Linked DNA regions of Zea mays: region 2 is linked to region 1. A link is a contact called in public Hi-C data. All regions are on one chromosome and are shown on one strand. Each heading gives the region's core, a stretch centred on a gene start, on an enhancer-like site or on the middle of the called end of the contact. The rest is flanking DNA. Distances are from core to core; before and after follow the strand shown. Region 1 holds the start of LOC100191591. Region 2 holds the start of LOC103653625 (zinc finger transcription factor YY1).

The links. Hi-C and Micro-C count contacts between places; a contact is called where the count stands out from the background.
Region 2: a Hi-C map of ear shows a contact between it and region 1, with 2.7 times the contacts expected there. The contact joins the promoter of LOC103653625 here to the promoter of LOC100191591 in region 1. A contact is called at or near these places in 2 of 25 Hi-C or Micro-C datasets (ear and leaf).

The regions. Positions count from the first base shown.
Region 1 is chr4:119,431,965-119,437,987 of Zm-B73-REFERENCE-NAM-5.0, reverse strand. It overlaps LOC100191591, which reads left to right and starts at 2,923. Exons shown (of 4, transcript NM_001137021.1): 1 at 2,923-3,603; 2 at 4,090-4,521. The coding sequence starts at 3,214.
Region 2 is chr4:120,183,859-120,189,881 of Zm-B73-REFERENCE-NAM-5.0, reverse strand. It overlaps LOC103653625 (zinc finger transcription factor YY1), which reads right to left and starts at 2,772. Exons shown (of 6, transcript XM_008680469.4): 1 at 2,330-2,772; 2 at 2,191-2,249; 3 at 1,341-1,540; 4 at 1,141-1,230; 5 at 335-478; 6 at 1-263. The coding sequence starts at 2,391.

The DNA.
Region 1 (6,023 bases), core at 1,674-4,173:
CCCTGGGGTCGGGCGATGCGGAGTTCGTCGTCTTCCGGGGCTGAGCCCGAGTCCAAGCCCTAGGGTCAGGCGATGCGGAGTTTCCTATGGCGCCTTAGGCCGGACTTGGCTGCTGTCAGCCTCACTCTGTCGAGTGGCACAGCAGTCGGAGCGGCGCAGGCGGCGTTGTCCTCTTGTCAGGCTGGTTAGTGGAGCGGCGAAGTGACTGCGGTTACTTCGGCTCTGTCGACTGAAGGGCGCGCGTCAGGATAAGGTGTCAGGCCACCTTTGCATTAAATGCTCCTGCGATACGGTCGGTCGGCGTGGCGACTTGGCCAAGGTTGCTTCTTGGCGAAGACTGGGCCTCGGGCGAACCGAAGGTGTGTCCGTTGCTAGAGGGGGTCCTCGGGCGAGACGTAAATCCTCCGGGGTCGGCTGCCCTTGCCCGAGGCTGGGCTCGGGCGAGGCGAGATCGTGTCCCTTGAGTGGACCGAGCCTTGACTAAATCGCACCCATCAAGCCTTTGCAGCTTTGTGCTGATGGGGGTTACCAGCTGAGATTAGGAGTCTTGGGGGTACCCCTAATTATGGTCCCCGACATATATAGATAGAGCACGCAAGCGGAGAAAGAAGCACAGCCGGAGCAGCTCCAAACCAAGAGCCACCCGCACCGGGCGTCAGTCCGAGAAGGGCGATAGGATACGAGTGTCTTCACAGCACTGGACCCGCCGAAGCGACACAACACCACCACCAACTCCATAGCATATGTCGACTGCTATCACGCTACGGGTCTTAGTTATCCAATATCTCAGACCTGGACTCCTCATCGCTAAGATAACCTAAGCGTGGTAGGCGCCACCATGTCCTCCTTGACGTCACACACGGAGAAAGGCCAGGATCATGACCAACTCGCCCCGTACCCGCGTCGACGAGCGTCGGTCGGCTCATGGCTGCGATCGTGGGCGGGGGTAGCAGGTTGGGGTGGAAGAATAGGGCGAAGACAGGGAAGACGAACGGGACGTCCGACGACGGGGAAAACGATGGTGCACGCATGATGTGAAATATCCTCGTGGACGTGCAATAGCCACTGTGCGGTGTCGGGGCTGGTGTCGAATGAATACTGGGAGCAGGCGCATGCTCCTACGCCCTCTGTCGAGAATGGGGTGGCGCGGAGGTGGAGACATGAGGGGAGAGAGAGAAGAAGTAGAATGTCGAACGAGGTGGTGACAACTGAGGCGAAGACCATCATTATCATGCGGAGGTATAAATGGCCAAATGGGCCGTGTCTGGTGAGCCGGCCCGAGGCACAACCCATTTAGTAGTCCCTGGGCCAATCCGACACGAGCGTCGTGTGGTGCTTGGGCCGTAGCCTCGGCCCATAGTGCTGGCCCGGCCCGACACGATTTTTTTTAAAAATCATATATACATATGTACAATTTGTATTCAATATTATAAACACTTCAGCATGATGTTCTCCTGGTTAGATAGATTCACCTATTGTCTTTCACCCTTCTTCCATCAAAGGTGTGGGTTCAAACCCCACCTCCTGCACCCCTTTTTAACATACCACACCAGGCTAGTTTAGTAACTCCATTTTTCAAAGAGATTACTATTTTTCTAATAGAAAATAAACTAATTTCTCTTGTGAAAATAGAAATCTCTTAGGGCTAGTTTGGTAACCCCATTTTTTTAAGGGATTTTCATTTTTCGAGGAAAATTAGTTCAATTTACATTGGTAAAATAGAAATCCTTTGAAAAAATAGAGTTCCCAAACTAGCTCTTAGAGAAATAGAGTTCAAGAACTAGCCTTAGGGTGTGTTTGGTCGCGGAGTGGAGAAAATGGAATATCCCGAAACTTCCATATGAAAATTTATCATAAATAGTTGGAATTCTCTCACTCCAAAAAAATTGAATGCGAGTGCTCTTATCCCTCTACTACTCTCTACACTCATATGGATCTCCAATCAAACAGAGAACGGAGCGGCTTCACTCTATTATACTCTTCAACCAAACAAAAATGGAGCAACTCTGTTCTGTTTGCCAAATGCGAAATAGAACGACACTATTTTAGAAAAACTGGAATGGAATTGCTCCATTCTAGTTGACTCTCTAATCAAGCGCATCCTTAAAGAGGATTTAGGGTCTGTTTGGTTCGTGGTTACCTACGCTACACTTTAACTAAGGTTAGTCGTTCGAATTAAAAAGCTAGGGCCTGTTTGGTTCGATGCCTAACTTGTCATACTTTGCCTAACTTTTCTGTCTAAGGTTAGTTTTCAATTCGAACGACTAACATTAGGCTAAGTGTGACACATTTAGTCACAAACTAAACAACCCTAATCTTAAACAGAAAAGTTAGGTAAAGTGTGGCAAATTAGATAGTGAACCAAACAAAGTCTTTAATTCTATCTTATCTCTTTTCATCCACCTTAACTGAATAAGACCTAAATGAGAGATTCAACGATGATCAGTATCCTACGGTCCTACCCCATAAGGAAACGATACAAAACACACTCCGTAGTTAAGCTTAAGCATATCCACAGGATTAAATCCTAGACAAAAATGAGCCAAGCAGATCCTACGAGCTCCGGCCTACGGCTGCCGCGCGACCCCGCCAGCTTCCCCCAAATCGCCGGGCATCTCGGCACCGTTGCCCGACGCCCTGCCCGTCCTCCCCCGTGGGAGCAGGGCAGCAGGCAGCCACTCGACCGCGATCACCGTGCCACGTCGGCGCCGCGTCCTCCCCACCCTCCACCAACCCCACGTGCAACACAGCTGCACCTGCACACCCGCTCTAGCTGTTTGCTTCGACCCACCAAAATCCCGCACCCCCAGGAACGAAGCTGCCGGGCAACCACCTTCATCCACGCGAGGGCCCCCTTGACCCACCAATCCACCATTGCTCGCTATAAGACTCCGTGGTGCCGCACGGCTCCGCCGCCGGCGAGGCCTCATCTCGGTTTACTATAAGAGTATAAGTACGTCTCCGCAACAAGCTAATCTTTTTTTTGCCCCCTCCTTCCACGTCCCCACCCTGCCGTCGTCGCTACTCGCATAGAGATTCGCGCGGCCGTGTCTTGCTCGCGCCTGCCCCCTTCCTTCCTTGTCGTGCCAGCGCCCAGATCTCTCGCTCGCCGGCGCTCGGGCCAGATCTGGGTGGGGGCTCGGAGGCGGAGCCGGGCGCAGGTTTGGTTTGACCCAAGGGGCGAGGAGGAGAGGGAAGAAGACCCCGGACGCCATGGAGCTGGCGGTTGGCGGCGGGATGCGGCGGTCGGCGTCGCACACCTCGCTGTCGGAGTCGGATGACTTTGAGCTCACGCGGCTGCTCAGTAAGCCGCGGATCAACGTCGAGCGCCAGCGCTCCTTCGACGACCACTCTCTCAGCGACGTCTCGCACTCCGGCGGATACGGCAGGGGTGGCTTCGACGGCATGTACTCGCCTGGGGGCGGCCTGCGCTCCCTCGTCGGCACGCCGGCCTCCTCCGCGCTGCACTCCTTCGAGCCCCACCCTATCGTCGGCGACGCCTGGGAGGCGCTCCGCCGCTCCCTCGTCTTCTTTCGCGGCCAGCCCCTTGGCACCGTTGCCGCCGTCGACCACGCGTCCGAGGAAGTCCTCAACTACGACCAAGTGGGCTGTCACTCCATTTTATAGCTCCCTCTTGTGAAAAATTGATTATTACTTGTAATAGACATTCATATCGCTTAGAAAATGGTATAAATGTATATTCGACACATTCATATCGCTTAGAAAGTATCAGTTAAAAAAAGTCATTTAGGTAGTATTGTAAGTCTCTTATGCTCTTTTATGTCTAAATTTTAACTGACAGGCGTTTGAAGTATTTATATTGTAATTTATGCCTTCGAATTTAAAATTTAGGAGTATCTTGTTATCCAGTGCATGTATATCAAATTACATTGTAATTCTACAACTGTTACTACCAAATTGAAAAATGGTTCTATCGAATTGTATAATCATTTTTGGTGGCATACCCTTAGATAAAAATCTTAGATCCACCACTGTTGTTGACACAAGTTGAAAATTATTTGATTCCAAGCTTGTCATTCGAAGCTCGTAGGAGTACATATATCTTATTCAGGGTACCTTGGTGGGCAGGTGTTTGTGAGGGATTTCGTGCCGAGTGCACTGGCGTTTCTGATGAATGGCGAGCCAGATATTGTCAAGAACTTCCTTCTCAAGACCCTGCTGCTGCAGGGCTGGGAGAAGAAAGTCGACCGGTTCAAGCTTGGGGAGGGAGCCATGCCGGCTAGCTTCAAGGTGATGCATGACGCCAAGAAGGGGGTCGAGACCCTACATGCTGATTTTGGAGAGAGCGCCATTGGGAGGGTTGCACCTGTGGATTCTGGGTTCTGGTGGATTATACTCCTCCGGGCCTACACAAAAAGTACTGGCGATTTGACGCTGGCAGAGACACCGGAGTGCCAGAAAGGGATGAGGCTCATACTCAGCCTGTGCTTATCTGAGGGGTTTGATACCTTCCCGACATTGTTGTGTGCTGATGGTTGCTGTATGATAGATCGCAGAATGGTAAGCTCTGACCATTCAGTATGATCATACCTATGCGTTACTATTTCAATGTCTATTACAGAATGAGTATCTGGAGCATCACTGATGAAATTTGTGGATTTAGGATCTCCCATTTATCTCCAAAGTAGTGTTATGATAGTTTACATGTGGTGCTCTAGTGAGATTTCTGAAACGTAAGGTTTAATATGCATGCCTCCAGTGTCCCGTGCTCCTAACGTACGATACAAATAACCATTTTTCTCTCTCAAACTTGCAGTAGAGCTGTGCATCATAATATTAAGGAGAAGAATATAAATAACCATTGGATATGTCTAAAATCTAACATTGTGAAAACACTATTTTATGGCTATTTCAGGTTGCTGTTTGTTTGTTCTGTGTAGTGGACCTTGTACTTTCAGTTGTCCAATAAAGTAATGACATGTTGTGGATTAGCCTTCATCATACTTTAATGATTTAAACTTGGTGTTGCTGCTATTTCCCTCTAAAATGTATTATATTAGAGTTCCTAAAAATTAACTAAAGTTAGTAATTTTCAATTTAAAATATCACCAAATGTCTCTACTAATCTTTGAGTTTGAACTTTCCTACGATGATAAATTATTATTAATATGACAGACTTTTAGCTGTTGGTAGAACCAAGTTCTGCTGTCACATCTGTAGCCGCATTGCAGAGATACATGAAGACAGTCTCCTATGTTTTTTTCTCGACGGGGGGAGGGAGGGGGGGGGGGGCAAAAACCCCACCTGATATATTAGACTCTGGCAGCCTGGGGAAAAAACAACCCTAGAAGGACATGGGATTACAAGCATTTGAGGTCGTGGCGTGGAGAGGCATCCATGCCAAGCAAGAGCCTGGATGGATTCGGAATGTTTCAATCTACAAGAACACAAGCGGGCACCTGCAATACACGCACGGAGGGTTACAACAAGCGGAGAGGATTCTTTGTTGATGTAATTGTTGCGTCTCTTCCACAAGTGCCAGCAGCAGAGCGCAGCGAAGGTGGGGGAAGGCAGCTTGGAGAAGGCCAGGGGGTTGTGGAAGTTGATGCAGGCTGAAGCAGCTGAAGTCCTCGCCAACATGGCTTCGCAGGGTGTTCCAGAAATCCTGTGCAAAGGAGCAGTGCAGAAGAATGTGTGAAGTTGTTTCCGGGTTAGTAGAGCAAATTTCACATGATGTGTGCCAGAGCTGACCCAGCAGATGTGGGACTCCAAGAACATGATGTGTGCTGCTGACCCTCGTCACGGTCGCTACCTCACGGCATCTGCTATGTTCTGTGGGAAGATGAGCACCAAGGAAGTGGATGAGCAAATGTTGAACATGCAGAACAAGAACTCTTCCTACTTTGTGGAGTGGATCCCCAACAATGTGAAGTCGAGTGTGTGCGACATCCCACCCATCTGTCTCCTATGTTTGTTGATGGTTATACAATTATGGATTTTTGTGGACAATCGCCTTATCCAACCCCATGAGCACTACCGTATTTAAACCTGCTACTTGTCTC
Region 2 (6,023 bases), core at 1,523-4,022, 750 kb before region 1:
GAGATGCTGCGCTTTGAAGGGGCGGCAGCACCATTTGGACCACCATCCTGGTAGTGGTTGGGATGCTCTTTTTTCAGATGGAGGTTCAACTTGTACTCATGGATGTATGCCTTGTCACAACCATCGTAGGGGCAGACGTAAGGGCGCTCAGCTGAGGGAGCTGGAGGTGCTGCTGAGACCTTCGCTGGCCTAGGGGGCTGGTGCGGACCTCCAATTGCACTGTGGTTCATTGATGACGCACCTGGATTCTGCAAGCCAACAGCCTATATTTGTCTCGTTACAAAATTCTTTCACAAGCTGAAATTCACAAGCAGTAGCTAGTAAGAGATCTTACTTTCTCATGTTGTGCCCTGATATGAGCTCTCAGTTTTGATTCTTGTGTAAATCTTCGGCCACATTCTGGGTACTGGCACACATGATAGTTATCTGCAGAATGTGTTTTCATGTGTGCCTTTAAATTAAAATCCAACGAAAATGCCTGCAATAATCCGGCACATGACATTAATATTTAATAACACATATTGCCAGATAATATACTAATAATAACAAATGCCAAAAGCCACATTTAATTAACCAATTAGAAATATGACATATCCTATCCATCCCTTGCTTTCATGCATCCTAGAAAGCTTCAAGTGAACCTTGCGAATGATACCCTACCACCAACAAAGAGCATCTTGTTGGCACCACTCTGCTTGAGATTTTCCCTTTCCCCGACAACAAAGAGGCATTATTTAAGCATTTTAGGCTGTTTGCACAAGGGTAGTTCCTATGTAACCCCTCCCGGATAGTTGCAAAACAACTATTATGAGTACAACCATTGTTTAAACGTTATCTTTCTCGTTTGTATGTATGTTAAAAACTTTGTGGAATATGGAGTATGAAATAATGCATTAAAATGACCATGACTAAATCTTAACACAGCAAATGGAACAGAATGAAATGATCAAAGCTTTAGAACATGGTTGCACCAGAAAAGAAACCAAGCAACAAACATTTCTATATCCAGTACAAATTTCTACTTCACGATCAAGCATTTTTAGTAACATGCTACGAATGAGAAAAGTACAAATCACCACATGATCATAACAAACGTCAGGAAATGAATAGCAAACACAATGGAGCAGACAGTGAGATTACCCTCCCACAACCTTCATGTGGGCACACAAAATTCTTCTCTCCAGTATGGATAAGAAAATGTCTCTTCAACTTAGAGCTATCTAAGAATTTCTGCAAAATCAAATTTACCCGAAAAAAGATTAGTCAAGCAACTGAAATGGGACCATGCCTTTGCAGACTGAAGATTACTCTGGGATGTGAAAAGGAAGGGTAAACAGTACCTTGCCACAGTTCTCATAGTGGCAGATATATTGCCTCTCCCCATGGACATGAGCGTGCTTCTTAAGAGCCCCTACATCAAAAAATGTCTTCCCACATCCTTCGTAGCTGCACAGGAAGAGAACCTCAGAGTTTGGTTCAGGCATTGCAGATGCTGCCCCCTGCTCCTTATCCTTAGCCTTCAAAGCTGCCAGTCTATCCTCTGTAAATAAATCCAATAATAATATTAACAGCGGAATGAAAAGGTTATATCATAGAAGAAACAATTCACTACCCTATAGTTATTAACAGCCATGAAACAATCAGAATATATAACAAAGAATTCCATCTTCCTGTGTGCCCTTGTTGGCATTGTGTGAGAACTTCATAATCTTCATAAATAAGTTGGCAGTGTTCATTACATTGTCCAAATCAGTCAGGACATGTCGGCAATTAAAAGAACACATTGGTATGCTGGTGGCAACCCCCAAAGAGAATGTACTAAGTTTTTCCTCTAGTTTGAACTGAACTGACCACTCTTACTTGGAGACTAACAAGCATATATGTACTGCTCTACTGAAATCTCAATTTTTCTGGGTGGAACTAAACAACCATCCCTTCGTGTGCTGAAGTATTACAAATTAGAAATATGTGATGCAACCAGTATAAGAAACATGAAAAGACCTTGCTTGCTCCACCTGTCTTTAAAGAATTGGAAATTCGCGTGGATACGGATGAATCACTGGTGAAGTACCAGACAGGGCAATTATCATCAGTGCAAAACATGACGATGACATGACAGTACAGTCATAGAATAAAAGGCTGCGGTTTGACAGCAGCAGCAGCAGCAAGCAATCAGCGGGCGCAATCTACCTCGCACCCACTTGTAGAGCGTGCAGGGGCCTCCGGTGACGACCAGATCTTGCGGGACCCTAAAGAGGCAACAGATCAGATGGAAATCGAGGGAGGAGGGAGACTGTGCGAGCCATCGGACGGCAGGCGAGCAACTAACCACTCCTTCACCCAGCGGTAACGGCGGCGTGTGATATGCATCTCCGGGGGCGGCGGGCGCATAGAGCCGGCGCGCGGCGCTGGAGGAGAGGGGCAGGGCTAGGGATTGGGGGCAAAGGGGGGGGGGGGGGGGGGGGGGGGGGGGGGGGGTGGAGGGGTGGGTAGGAAGACTACGAGGAGCACGAGACAGACTCCTTGGTGCGATAGGATTAGGCATGGTGGTGACCGCCCCACCCCAGGCTCCGCGAGGAGATGTATGCCTATGGATGCCATGCCCGACCCGGCGACTCTCAAGCGCCGTCCGACTCCAAGCTCAACACGGTGGGGTGGGGTGGGGTGGGCCATCTGATGGCTCGAGGCACCGCGTTTCTTCTGCCTTTTTCAGGGCGTGCGCTGCCGCCCTTCGTCTTCCGTGGTGCGCAACAATGGGGGATGCCGTCAACTGCTGAAAGAGTGGGGAGATCTAAGGGGTCAAAAAGCAAATGGGCCTTAAACAACACAAATTTTACAAAAAAAAAACACAGAACAACGACATTATTCTCATCTGCAAGTAGCAACATAAATTTTGCCCTCCGGACCATCTGGGTGAAGACACCGTGCTATTGTCAGACCGTCCGATCAAGATCTCGGACCGTCCAATGTCAACAGAAGCATCGTCTTAGTTGATTCGGTTAATAATGTGCCGATACAATTGATTGGAGAACGTTTTTAGTTGCATATCTGCATGACCCAAATGTTAGGACAAACATAAATATTCAGTGTATTGTTTTTAAGTATGTTCTCCTCGATGATAAATTTTATCGCTGAATTCTTGATGATGTTTTGCTTAAGTGTCTGGCCTCTAATGATGCTACATTAGTTATGGTTGAAGTGCATGAAGTCATTTGTGGTACCCATTAATCAGCTCTAAAAATGAATTGGTTTTTGTGAAGATATAGTTTTTATTAGCATGGTATAATAACCGATTGTTTTAAGTACTACAAAAGTTGTCAAAAATGTTAAAAGTTTGGTAATCTACAATTGGTGACTACCGCTGAACTACATCATATTATCAAACATTGGCCCTTTAGGATGATAGAGTTTGGACTTTGTAAGAGAAATTCATCATTTATCGTCGAAGGGACATTGGTTTATGCTAGTCGCAACATACTACTTCACCAAGTGGACAGAAGTCGTTGCACCGAAAAATATTACACTCGGGGATGTAATTGAGTTTGTGACTGAGCATATTATTCATAGATTCGACATTCCTTAGACTTTGACTACATATCAAGAGACTTCTTTCATGTGAAAAGAGGTATGTGAGTTTTCTTAATTGTATAAGATCAAACTACTCAATTCTTCTTCATATTATGCTCAGGCCAATGTGAAAGTAGCCTAGAGGAGGTGAATAGGCTACACCTGAAAATTCTAACAAAAACTTCCAACTTTTTTGAGAACAACCATTTCAACCGGCAAGGCCGGTTCAACCGCTATGGAATGCCAGTTGAACTGCATTACTGTAACACCTCAAAACCATCAACTTAAAATAATGCATTTAAACTTTAGTGGTAATTATTTCAAGTGTTTGATCTTATTTGCATTTAGAATAATTGTTGTTTACTCATATTTGATTTATGGTTGTTTTTTGGGAATTTCTTTTATATTGAAAACCTTATTAATTAATATATATACACATTCTGGTCCAAAAATAAATTCTTTAATGATAAATAATGTTGGTATAATTATTATGAAGTTTTAGAGATATTTAAAAATATATTTCATTATATTTTAGAGAAATAAGGATAAAAGAAAAAAAGGAAACCCTAATCTAAACCGGCCGAATTTGGCCCATCTGCGGCCCAGCCGCCGCGCCACCTTTCCCCTCCCCACCCTCACCGACACCCCCCACGGGTCTCCTCCTTCCTCCAGCCGCCGCACGGGCGCGCGCGCCCAACCCCGCCCGGACGCGTCGACCCGTCTGCGCCCTCTCAACTCCCTCCGAGCCGGAAACGGCCGGCTCCTCTCCCTCTCCTCCCCAGTCCCCTCTTCTCCGGGCCGGTAACGGCCATGGTTATGGCCAACGCCATTAATGGCGTTTTGATGGCGTCGCGGCCGTTCTCTCGCCCTCCCGAGCTCTCCCTCTTCCTCTCTATAAAGCCGAGGCTGAGTCCCTTCTCTCTTCCTCCCCTACCCGCGCTCTCCTCTCCAATCGCGCCGAGCCTCTCCCCTTCTCTCTCGCGCCGTCGTTCGCCGTTCTCTGGAGCTCTGCGCTCCTCGTCGTCCGCTCCCACGCCGTCGAGCCCACCTGAGCCACAACGTCGTGACCCCGGTGATTCCCCCACTGCCCCTTGCTCGGTCGACCACTCCCCCTCGCCGAGCTCTTCCCTGTGCACACGAGCCAGCCTGAGGTAGAAGGTGATTTTTTTGCGTTTTAGCCCATGTGCTTGTGTAAAGCTAATTCCGAAATATCCAGTTCAGAAACTATTAAAAAGAGATTCCTTATGTATATGTTTAATTATAGATCAGCCATGTAACAATATTTTGGATATGGACATTATTTTTGTATTTCAAAAATAAATAAGATATGTCACGATTCTTTAATTTTGTGATTAAGTACTAGAAACATTTGCAACTAACTTCTCATTTTAGCACATAAAACAATATTATGTTAGTAATTGTTAAGTACAGTTTTAATGATATAAGATATTGAAATAAGTACTAGGCCACATCTTTTGGTCAGGATAAAATTTAGAGTTTGTCTAATCATGATATTTGTGTTCCTACACATATCGCTTATTCACTAAGAATTAGTTAAATATCTATCTATGTCGAAATAACCATGATTAAAGTTCAAAATTTGTAATTTACATTAATTCTTAGAATATTAATGTTATGTGATTTATTAATAAACATTTTAGCGGTACCGTATAATTTCTATTTAGAAAAGAAAGGAAGAAACCAAAAGATTATTATTAGTCATAAAGAAAATAATTAATTAGTAATTTATTTCTCTAGAATTTGTTAAGTTATTTCATCCAAGCTATGTTAGCTAAAATACCTTCATAGTCACATGCTCATATAATTTTCACCAATGATAATTTAAAGTGAAATTTTTTGTGGATTAATAAAATAATTATGATTTAGGCATTATTTATAAGTATAATTTGCTTGTGTGGGGGGACAGATATCCCCTGAGTCCACTAGAAGGTGAAAGATTCTTGCGCGAGGCCTCGGGCCAATTACCCCGTAAGGCCATCTCTTCGTGGGCCGGGAAAAAACTACGGGCGGAATGGGCCGGTCCGAGAAGGCGATGGACTCGAGCCCAGATGGTCCGTCGAATCGTGCATTATCCCAAGAAACCGTCCGACTTTCCCGCGCCTGACACCCTCGAATGTCGGGTGGGTCAAGGATGAGTCGGCGAGATTTTCAGGAGATTGGTTCAGTCGGTTCACTATTAGTTAGGAGATATGTGATCATCACATACGTAAGGAGTGCCCCACGGTCGTATATATAAGGCCCAAGGGGAACCCCATCATTTTCATCTATCTCATTAGCCCTTCTCCATCCAGGAGACGCCACTTGTAACACACCACATATACAAACTCACCCCAGGAAGTAGGGTATTACGCCTCTCAACAAGGCCCGAACCTGAAGAAAATCGTCTGTCTCTCTTTCTCTCATGCTCCTAGCATGAACCATTGAGCTACAATCAA